Regions from separate parts of the Mus musculus genome. Here region 1 is linked to region 2. A link is a contact called in public Hi-C data. All regions are on one chromosome and are shown on one strand. The core of a region is the stretch at or near the end of the contact, and the rest is flanking DNA. Distances in the headings are between cores, read along the strand shown. Region 1 overlaps Plppr1 (phospholipid phosphatase related 1). Region 2 overlaps Plppr1 (phospholipid phosphatase related 1).

Evidence for each region. Hi-C and Micro-C count contacts between places; a contact is called where the count stands out from the background.
Region 1: a contact with region 2 is called in a Hi-C map of the 63-12 cell line, with 3 times the contacts expected there. The contact joins two enhancer-like sites. A contact is called at or near these places in 2 of 39 promoter capture datasets (the C10 cell line and liver), 3 of 15 datasets of contacts at CTCF or cohesin (large pre-B cells, liver and pro-B cells), 15 of 484 Hi-C or Micro-C datasets (the 63-12 cell line, cerebral cortex, frontal cortex and 5 more) and 2 of 115 datasets of contacts at active chromatin or transcription factors (hepatocytes and large pre-B cells).

Annotation. Positions count from the first base shown.
Region 1 is chr4:49,212,410-49,218,346 of GRCm38.p6, forward strand. All of the region lies in intron 2 of Plppr1 (phospholipid phosphatase related 1), which reads left to right. Among named protein-coding and RNA genes, the nearest start is that of Gm32657, 30 kb to the right of the region's middle. Within about 2 kb of position 3,557, at least 3 of the 459 cell types and tissues checked have an H3K27ac peak or open chromatin away from gene starts, as enhancers often do. A contact at or near this core is called in the 63-12 cell line and pro-B cells, where this site is marked.
Region 2 is chr4:49,150,942-49,156,474 of GRCm38.p6, forward strand. All of the region lies in intron 1 of Plppr1 (phospholipid phosphatase related 1), which reads left to right. Among named protein-coding and RNA genes, the nearest start is that of Gm32657, 92 kb to the right of the region's middle. Within about 2 kb of position 3,095, at least 7 of the 459 cell types and tissues checked have an H3K27ac peak or open chromatin away from gene starts, as enhancers often do. A contact at or near this core is called in the 63-12 cell line and pro-B cells, where this site is marked.

The sequences.
Region 1 (5,937 bases), core at 2,307-4,806, 62 kb after region 2:
TTTTCCATTACCTTTTTCCATCAATTTATTAACTCAAGAAAATATTAATGTCTACAGTTTCCCTGAGGCACTAGGTGATTGCCTTTTCTAAATGGTTTTCATGTAACTAAGCTTCTTCTGTAACTTGGCGCTTATAAAACTCCTTGTAAGGCAGGATTTCGTAGCCCTGCTGAGATGAATACAAGGCAAGGATGAGAGACACCTGTTGCCCAGTGTTGAACTCTCAAGTGCATTTTCTTCGCTACTTTTATATAAGCATAGACTGGGTATGTTTGTTTTATTCCTGGAAGTTGGTGAGGAGAATAGCCATGAACCAACACCCCTAATTCAAATTTCCCAGAGAAGCAGGAACTTGCTTTGGACTCACTTGGAAGAGGTGGCAGTGAGCTGCCTGGTGAGGCGCTGAGCCGCACATATCGTCTTGTGGCCATGACAGTCAGGAGCAGCATTACCCTGGGCATTTCTGGAATTGTACAAAAATGAGAGGGGTCAGTGCTTATAGATTACAAAAGCGCATGTAGAAAATAATGACCGGACCAAAAGGAAGGGCAGAGCGTTGGGAGGAAAGCAGATAGGTTAAGACGCAAGCAATGCTGGGCAGACAGAATGAATCCTTTGTCTCCTCCCAGCGCCAGCAGGTTCTGTCTCTGACACTGAAATCTTAACATGTGGATAAGGATCTGAGGGTCTGGAACGGAAGGGTTTTAGCACAATCAGAGAAAAATCCATGTGGTATTTCAGACCAATAGACTTTAGCTTTTCACTGATCTAATTGCAGTAGAAAAAGCAAAAAGTAGCAAATGTTTGTCTGGACAGAGGCCAGAGAAATCAGATGGAATAGGAGAAAAATTCATTTTTAACAGGAGGCATGGCTCTCTCAGCTTTGTTTCTGCATCTTACAGTTAGGAATATCTTGGAGGGATCAAGACACAGGACTGAGAGTCTAACAGTTAGAGGAAAATTAAAACAGTGCCAAAGGACTCAGGAGTCTTTCTGTGTTTTTTTGTACACTCCCTCCTTTCTGCATCCTGCTGTCTCCATCTTGCCTTTTCTTTATCTGTTATTTCAGCAACGCATTTCATGCTTGAGAATCTATAGAGAGAGCATTTCCCTAAGGAAAGACTCATAAATTGGTGTCTCAGGAGTCTGAACAAAAATAATGTGTGTTGTTTGTGGTATCCCATGCTCCCTTGCAAAATTAGACATTTTCCCCCCAAAATGCTTAATAGTAACTATCTGTTTTGGACAAATGTCTCCACATACAAATAGATTTCTCTAAGGACAATTTTATTGTATCCTCTGTAAAATCGTTACTAAACTGCACCTTCAAATCTCTTTCAAATGTATTTGTGCTAAGACCAACTCTATGTGGAGCTGTGCTTCCTCAGAAGAGACTGGGGGCTGGAAACCTTTCCATAATGTATGCAGCAGAGGCTTGACATGTATGCATGAGCCAGGGTTAGTTTTCTCATTTTGGTGGTTGACTGTACTTGCAAGTTTTATTGCCCGTGTTTGACAATTCATTCCTCTCAGATTGAACCTATCAGATGATGATGATAAATCATATCCTGGAGATAAATAAATAATACAATGTTTGCCAAGAACTTGATTTTGATTTCCTTAGGGTGGAAGGGAAGTAACCGTGCATCACTCTTTGGGCATTGAATGCCATCTGTGTCCGTTGCCTTAAGTGTCTCTGATTTGGGAAGAAGGATGTCTCTGTACCTGCATTTCTAACCTGAGCTTGCAGCTTCTTAGATTAAGTCATTTTACCTGTTTGTATATGAGCCTCACATTTTGATTCTTTCAGATTTGTATACCTAATTCATATTGAAAGTTTTGTCTCCAGTTTTTAAATAAATAAATAATAGTGAAATAAATAAATAAAATAATAAACTGGTTTCTGCTTATAGAAAAATATCAGAATCTTATTGTCTTCTAAAATGAAATGGAAAATATATAAGTTGTTATGAAGCTTTCTGGACTCAAGTCCTGGCTCTATTGTTTGTTGCCGATACAAACTTGTTTGTCCTTTAAGATTTCAGTTACTTTGTTAAACAGAAAGAAATAGGAATGCATCATGAGAGCTTTTGAAAAATTAATGAGGTGAGGCACCCGAGCATTCTTGCTGAGTAACACATGCTTGACAAGAATAATTTTAAAGTAACAGTTTTGGCACAAAGATGAAAGTAAGCCAATTATACACTTGTGCCTGTGTGTACTTGCATAGACACACACACACACACACACACACACACACACACACACACACCAAAAACCGACAGAAGAGACAGCCTCTGGGTAGTTTAATCCTGCTATATGTGAATTTTGGGGGCTTACATGATTTTAGGAAGAAACTTTACTAGATAGCAGAACAATGAATTTATATGGCTTTTAAATTACAGTGGCAAATATTAATGATAAAATTTTTTGCCTATACTTTTCTGGACAAACATCACTTAATGGTGTTTTTGGTGCAATCAATATTCAGTTGTCCATTTTGGTAAGTATCATGGTCCCCAGGCTAGTTTTAAAGGCAGAACTCCATTCTTGGTTTTTGATTTTCTGAGGGAGTGAGTGAGACTCCTTTAGAATGGGTCCAGGTCCCAGTTAAAACAAGATCTCACAAAATAAGAGAAGTGAGGACCAGCAAGATGATCTTGTCCTGAATGCCAAGGGACCAGGAGCTGAGGAAACCAACTGGGAGTGAGTTTGATCAAAGACGTGGGGTTGGGAATCTGGTTTCCTACATCCCCATGCTGCCTTCTCTGATCACCTCAATGGTTAGTTCTCCTTCCTGCAACTCTTGGGAGAAGTACGTGCTTCTATGAAGTACAACAAACAAACAACAACAACAACAACAAAATCAAACAAACAAACAACCCTCAACCTCAGAAGTAAGAAAGAGGAGACTGGGAAAGGGATGAGCAGAGTAAGAGTGTCTGTGCTCTCGTGAGCATGTTAATGAAATGAATTAATTATAATGAAATCTCTTCCTTTCAGAGATCTCAGCCCCTTCCCATCCACAGATACTGATATTCTATCATCAAATACATCATATTTCCTTAAAACTGTATGCTTAAAACATTAGTAGAACAATATTTATGATCCTATATAAAAGAAATTTGTCTTCACATGTTAACTTCCAAAAGAAAAATCTGAAGAACAAAGAAGAAACTGACTGGCCCAAGGCAACACAGCTTCCGACATTAAAGTTTGGAGCTTTACAATATAAAGTATTCTTTTCTTTCACTGTGTATATATAGCTATCACTATTACAGTGAACTGCTGAACTTTGTCCAGTGGAGAACCAGTTAAATTATTGGTTCTCAGCCTCTGGGCCATGATTCCATATTGGTTACATATTGGATATTCTGTATATCAAATATTTACTTTATAATTCATAATAGTTTCAACATTACAATTATGAGGTCACAATGAAATAATTTTATGGTTGTGATCACCACAACATGAGGAGCTGTGTTAAAGAGTTGCAGCATTAGGAAGATTGAGAAGCAGTGGATTAGAGAGAAGTTCTTGTTTATGTCTTCAGGGACCAGAAGGAAGACACATTGAACTGTGGAAGTGTGAACTTCCTTTCCTAGAATCTGTCTTCCTTGAAGACCCTAAAAAACATTTTTACATTTTGATCAAGATAGATTTCAACTCCCTAAAGCTCTTTGCAAAATCCTTTGACTTGATGGAGACTTACATTGACTAGTGAGACTCAGAAAATACTCTGAGCTCTTGGTATTAGATGACATTTTTTTCTAAAAAGATTTGCTTGCTTTTATTTTTATGTGTATGAGTGTCTGTACACCGCATGTATGCTTGGTGCCCACAGAAGTAAAAAGAGGGCATCACTTCCTCTGGAACTGGGATTACAGACTGTTATGAGTTGCCATGTGGGTGCTAAGACCTGAGCCATCTTTCCTAGTTCCAATATAACACTGTTTGTAAAAATGCATTTTGAATGAATTCAACTAGACTTTTATACAGTAAAAATATAATCAGCAAAGTCTTCATAATTTAGCTGTACAGAACTTCAGCATTTTGACATTATTTGGCTTGGATTTCATCATCATCATCATCATAGGACTTGCCTGATGCAGTCAAAGCTCCTTTGTATTCTTTCTTATAGGATTTCATTTCCCTCTTTGCCCGTTCAGAATTCACTACCAATCTAAGTTTGGTGAATACAGTTTTGTAACATGTAAATATTTTGTACATATGCATTAGTGTACATTGTGCCTTAATATGTCAAAATACTGAAAACAATTATAGCTGCACTGTTGAAGCATCTAAAGAACATAGTACATATAATTATAACTGTATAAAAGATTAGACAATGTACACAAATTGTCTCCCAAGTTATTAATTCTTGCTGTATAGAATAGATTCTGCCACTGTAACTCGCTGTACCTAAATGCTGGTGGCTTGACTAACATACAGGCTACTTTCTTACACTGTGGTTGTTGATAAGAGATGTCTGTTCATCTCATCTCATTCTCTTCAGGACCAAATCCTTTGGAGCCTCCATCCCAGAGTGGTTCCATGTTTATTTTTATAAGGTGAAACAATCTTGCAGACTCATAAAACTGACCTTTAAAGCTCATATTTGATCAGGTATGTCATTACCACTAGCATTTCATTATCAAGAGCCATAAGCATATGGCCATTTCCCATTACATCCAACATAGAAATGAACAGTGGAAAGAGAGAAAGTCTTTTTTTTTCAGCCTAAGTTGTGTATCACTAAGTGTCCTCATGAGTTCTTTTTCCACTAAAAATGAAATCCTGTCTCATTTACATGTTACAGGTTTACTTAGTCAAGTTCCAGTTAATAAGACACTGGAAAATGTTTGCGGAGATTTTATCTATTAATGATTTATGTGGGAAACCCCATTGTTCCTCAAGCAGAAACAACTTTCCATGAGGTAGTATATTGGAGATAGGACTCTAGCTTGAACTTGATTGGGAGAGGATTAACACACCCTTCAGATTCTAAGTATCTTTCAGCTCAGACATAGCTGTGTGAGCATGGACCATATAGACCAAAGCAGTTTCCTTAATACACCAACTAGATCTCTGAGCCTATAAAAATAGGAGATAGAAATACTCCCTTTTTTAAAGGGATGGTTAACATATCAGTTTTTGGACAAAGTAGATTGGCAATATGCTGCAAATCCGAAAGTATATAAATCTATCTTCCAGAAATAATCATAAATGAACAGACTTTGGTACATGGTGATTCATTACTTTATCATAAAGTGGTCTGTAATGCTGAAAAATAAAAGTTCTGATATTAAAATACAGGCAGTGTATTTGAAGATGCTTGTTCATTATATAGTGGAACCAGATAAATCCATGAAAGTCATACTGTATGAAGTAGGTGATCCTATGAGAAATTAGTAAGATTAGCTAGTTCAGTGAATGGGAAGGGAATGAATTCAGAATGGCTGTGATCTGAGTTTCCCAGGCTTTGTTAGCCTGTGAACATTAATGGCAGGCCTCATGGTATTGATATGACCCAGTATGCCACTGACAGTTGATAACATCTGGACTACTAGTACAGGATTCTAACAGCCCCACAGGTGTGCCTGGAATTTCTATCTTCACTCATGAAGGAGTCTCCTTTATATTGGATGGTTGGTTGGTTGGTTGGTTGGTTGGTTGGTTGGTTTTGTGATGCGGCCTGACTCTTTCTACTTAGTTGGACTAGAACTCCCTGAATAGACAAGGCTGGGCTCAAACTCACAGAGACCTACCTACCTCTGCCTTCTGAGTGCTTGTATAAAGGCACATGCCACCACATCCAGATTGGGGCGTTGTATCTTAAACTTCTGCATATAGACCTTCTTTTCATAGGACTGAGGCATAAAACCATGTACTTGTTAGAGGATCAATACTGAAAAGAAGACAACTCCTTGTCTCTCT
Region 2 (5,533 bases), core at 1,845-4,344:
GCTATTTCACTGTGGCTCTTAGATGCCTTTCAAGCCCCTCAAACATTTCCAAAGAATATAAAAGGAGATCCTATAGAATCACGAGCCTTTGAATATTCCTTTGAAGTCATTAAAAACCCAAATGTGGCCCTGTGGCCAGAAGTTAGTATCATCTAGAATCCAAATTCAGATAGGATGATACACAGTCATACCAAAGAGGAGTGGGGGTGGGTGGTGCAGGCTAGTTTTTCTGTCAACCTGACACAAACTGGTCATCAGAGAAAAGGAAACCTCAGTTGAGGAAAAACCTCAGGCTGCAGAGCATTTCTGAATCAGTAATTGATGTGGGAGGACCCAGTTGCTTACGGGTGGCACCGCCCTGAACAGGTGGTCCTGGGTTCTATAAGAAAACAGGCTGAGCAAGCCAGGAGGAGCAGGCCTGGAGTACCACTCCTCCATGATCTCTGCACCAGTTCCTGCCTTTAGGATCCTGCTCCCTTTCAGTTCTTGCTCTGACTGCTTCTACTAATGAACTGTGATACAGAAATACAAGCTAAATAACACACACACACACACACACACACACACACACACACACACAATGCTTTCGGTCATGATGTTTCATCCCAATAATTGGAACTCTAAAACAATGGGCAACAAATACATATTTCCAAGGCCAGGCTCTGACATGGGGTGAGTGAAAAACCTCAAGGAAATCCCTTAATCTCCCTTAAATTGAACTTTAAGTTAAACTGTCAGAAGGGAGTTGGAAGCGTGCAGTGACATGAAGAACCTGGCACATTGTGGGCATTAATCTACCAGTATTCTCATAACCACTGCAGTGTAATCGACTTCTTCTCAAATTGAGTGGGGCTCCCTGATTCCGAGGCTAACTCTTGTTAAGAGCTACTTTACTAGGACTGTCAATGGAGATAAAATGTTCACGTCCAGCAATGATTATTATGGACACATAGGGGAACAATCCATCTGGTGGCCCGTGAGTGAAAGAAAATAAAAGCAACTGCTCAAAGAGGGCTCCGAGTAGACCAGGGAAGCTTCTTAAGATATGATATAGCTGTGACAGCTTTGATTGCTTACTACTGTCTTAGGATACAGGCAGGCAGGGAGGTGTTGAAGGCAAACAGTGACTGCCATGGGCCATGACCCCCAGGGATCTTAGGTAAAACCTCGTAGACAGGACATGGGTGTTAGCTGGTCAGGTTCTAAACTTCAAGGTTTAGAGAAGCTGAGCTGGGGATGAGCAGAATAAAAACAACTGCCCATGGGCGAATGAACTTAGAGGGACACAGCAGGAACCAGGTTTGCCATTCTAGAAAAAGTGGCTGAGACAAAATTGAATAAATACAACAAGAGAGGGAGAGAAATTAAGGAGAAAGTGAAGCACAGTGTGTCTGAATGGGGGAGTAAATGCCTGGAACATTTTTGGGGGTTCTGGGTACCTACTATTTGAGATAAAGCTGCATTTCAGAGATAAAGTTGCATTTCAGTGGCACTAGTCGACATTAGAGAGCAATATAAAAACTGCTACTGATGCTACAGGGAGGGTGTGAAGCCAAGGCCTCAGGAGTTGGCCCAGTTGGTAAAGTGCTTCCCTAGCAAGCATCCACATAAAGATCTGAGTGTGGTGGTCTGTATGTATAATCCAAATGAGATCGACACAGAAGATATTTGGGGGGCTCATTGGTCAGCTAATCTAGCCAAATCTGTGAGTTTTAGATTCAGGGAGAGGTCTTGCCTCAGATATTAAGGTAGAGTGTGATCAAGGAGGAGACCTGACATTGACACTCTATTTTGCAAGCTCATGCGTGCACTTGTGGACACATATATGCATATACTATATACACACAAAGTCATGGATCAAGCTATAGTTTCTGCTAAAGGAGTTCTATTTGAACTCCTATAGAAGTTGGGAACCCATTAAATTCTTGCCTGCCTGCCTGCCTGCCTGCCTGCCTGTCTTCTTCCTGCCTTCCTGCCTTCCTGCCTTCTTCCTGCCTTCTTCCTGCCTTCCTGCCTTCCTGCCTTCTTCCTGCCTTCTTCCTGCCTTCCTGCCTTCCTGCCTTCTTCCTGCCTTCCTGCCTTCCTGCCTTCCTGCCTTCCTGCCTGCCTGCCTGCCTTTTTAAACATACAAGTGGCATGTCAGATAAATGGTTCTTCCTTCTTCTCCTTAGCCCCAGAGACATAAACAACTGTCTTTTGCTCTTATGTCCTCACAGCTTGGCTCCTAACTAATTTCCTTCAAGAGCTCTTTCCTTGTCTGCCTATGAAAGACATTGATAGCAAGTCTTATGTTTTAAACTTTTATGCCTCCAAAACAAGGGTAGCACACATGAAGTGTACATTTGCATGAGATGTTTATTTCTGGAATAAACATCCATGTTGCGTTTGGACTCAGAGAATAAGTTATTTTTCTTCTGGACTAGAGTTGGGTGCCTGGGCATGGGTCAGACAGAGTGGGGCATGGAACACTGGGGAGTTTTCTTTGAAATAATTTTTAATTAAAACATCATTAATTAAACAGCATTGTTTTACCTCTTCCAAGTTTCTCCTTCCAACTCTTCCTTTTTATTCCCTTTTGTGTTCCCTCCCTCCATGCTTCCCTCCCTCCCTCTCTCCCTTTCCCTCTCTCTTTCTCTCCCTCTGGTCTCCCCCCTCTGTCTCTCTCTTTCTCTCCTGTGTATGTGTGTGTGTTTTCCTAAAAGCATTACAACCTGTCTCATCCCTATAATGGTACTTGTATGTATATGATTTCAGGGCTGACCACTGCAGTTTTTTTTTTTTTTGTTTTTGTTTTTGTTTTTGTTTTTTTTTTTTTTTTTTTGAGAGCTCCTGTTCTTTTTCATACCTCTACAATCATGCCATGTCTGGAACCATAGCAAACCCTTCTGTGCAGGATGATTTTGAGTAGAGTTTTCCGAGTGGAACTTTACCTATGTTATCATGTCCTCATGTTCCAGTAGAGTAAGCTTCTGTTTGGGGCAGAGTGGAAGTTCACCTAGCCTTCTGAGAGATGACTGGAGTAATCTACTTTATACCGCACTGGCCCAGAGCTGACTAGCAAACTTTGCCCATCGTGTGTGGCCTGTGGAGGGCAGCAGAGGGCTTCAGAGTGTTCCAGCTTTCCCCCTGGAGGCCATTAACTGCCTGGAGATATCTGTCTCTTTCTATGAGTGTGCTGTGCTACAGAATAGAGAGATGCCCGTGGGCCAGTAACCCCTATGGAGAGAGGTTAGGCTGTGGAGAGACTGAGGAGCTCTCACCCTGAAGATCCCAAAGTGGGTTAGCAAACGCCATTGGGAAACTAGATACCGACTGAGCTTGGTCTTGGACAGGAAGGGCCACCTAGCTCGTTACAACCATTTTGCCTTCTGCAGACCACTGGAGGCCTTCATGAGCTGGATCAAATGCCTTGAACAGGAACTAGAGAATGTCCGTTAGTCCCTAGGATCTTTCTCTTGTTTAAAGAACTCAGTTGCACTGGGCTTCATAATAATACCCTGTCATCAACTCCCTTCCGCCATCCAAATCACCCATTCCCATCCTATATCTGTTCAGTAGCATTGAAGGCTGGTCCTGCGTTTAGGAGAGCATTTGTGCTGCCATCAGCTACTCGGGCAGATTCTCTGGAGGGCTTGTGACCTCTGTTCACCAATATGGCTTGCCCACATGAAGTGGTTTTTTTTTTCCTCCCGTTTAGCACATTTAGCCTGTGCCTTACTGAATTTTTCATTTATTGGCTAAGAAAAAAAAACTCTGAGTTTTTTCCAGTAGCTGAGACTCACATCTTCACACCTAAGGTGATTTTTCCAGCCACTTCTTACTATGTCTTCCCAAGAGAAAAATATCTATACATATACAGTAGTAAAACTCAGCATCTGTCGAGTGAGAAGAATGCACAACCTCTCATAGTTTCCCTTTCATTTCTTCACCTCTCTTGATACTTTCACTTACGCTGTGACCATTGAGAGACCCAATTAGTGAGTGGCTGTGTTGATCTTGCTGATGAAAATTGCTCATATTAGGGTTTATAACTTTTAAAAGCAGAAATAGCATTCAAAGGCTCATATTTGTTGTTTCTTGTTTTCAAGGTCATTCACCAATGATACCAATGGCATTATGTCTTATTGTCTATATTTTATTATTTCTCAAGGAACTATCATAAATATTATTATTATCAGCCAAGCACTCTAACACTGAGCCACATCACTAAACTTAGACATATCTTTTTTTGTGTAGAGTCTCATTGATGGGCATGGAATCTTTCTAAATGGCGTCCTCACCCTTCATCCTGTAGTCACTTAGCAACAGACCTTGATGAATGAATGGAAGGACAAGTGCCTGTTATGTAATATAAGTGCTATGTCCCATTTAACTCAACACCTTTCCATTTAGTTACCTGGATGAACAATATTGTAGCATATTCTTTCCTCCATCCAAAGATGGAAGTATGGTTTACCCTCGGCATTTATAGTCAGTTCAGACTCTTCCCTCTTGCCTTTAGAATCTCTTTACCCTAGAGAAGAGATATCTGGCATTTTTGTTTGTCAACATGACACAGGCTAGATTCACTGAGGAGAGGGAACATCAATTGGGAAAATGCCTTCAGAAGATTAGCCTGTAGACAAGCCTGTGATGTATGTTGTTAATTAGCAGGTGATATATAAGGGTCCAGCCCATTGTAGGCGGGTCCACCTCTGGACAATCCATCCTGGGTGTTATAAGAGAGCAGGCTGAGACAACCATGAAGCACAAGCCAGAAAACAGCCTTTCTCCGTGGCCTCCACTTCAGTTCTTGCTGTTGTGTTCTTGCACAAATTGTATCCTCAGTTCTCTCAGCGATGAAATACGACCAGAGAACTTTAAGTTAAAATAAACCCTTTCATCAGCAAGTTGCTTTTGGCCACAGTGTTTTATCATAGCAATAGAAACCCCAACTAAGTAAGGCAAGTTATATGGCCAATCCTGTGAGGCTCTGCCTACTGTAACATAGTTCAGGTAAATGACTCTTTCATCCTGCACCTTCTGTTATCAAGTATATTGGTATTTTTGGCGACTTAGTAGACTAAGTTATAACTCATCAGTGGGTCTAGCTGGCACAGAGAGGCCAATTTCAAGCCCAATTTAGAGAAGCACTTTCTAGAAGTTAAACCTTCCCAATGGTAAATGGGGCTGGATATAAAAGGGTGTGACCAGTCACAGAGGATCAGGTAGAGACAAAGGCTAGCTCTCCTTAGAAAGGGCTCCCCTGAGAGACTCTGCCAGAGCCAGACCAATACAGATATGGATGTACATAGCCAAGCATTGGACCGAGGGCAGGGACCCCAATGAAAAAGCTAGGGCAAGGACTGTAGGAGCTGAAGGGGTTTGCAACCCCATAGGAAGAACAACAATATCAGTCAAACAGACCCCCAGAGCTCCCAAGGACTAAACCACCAAACAAAGAGTACACATGAAGAGACCCCATGGTTCCAGCCTCATATGTAGCAAAGAATCGCCTTATCTGGCATCATTGGGAAGGGAGACCCCTGGTCCT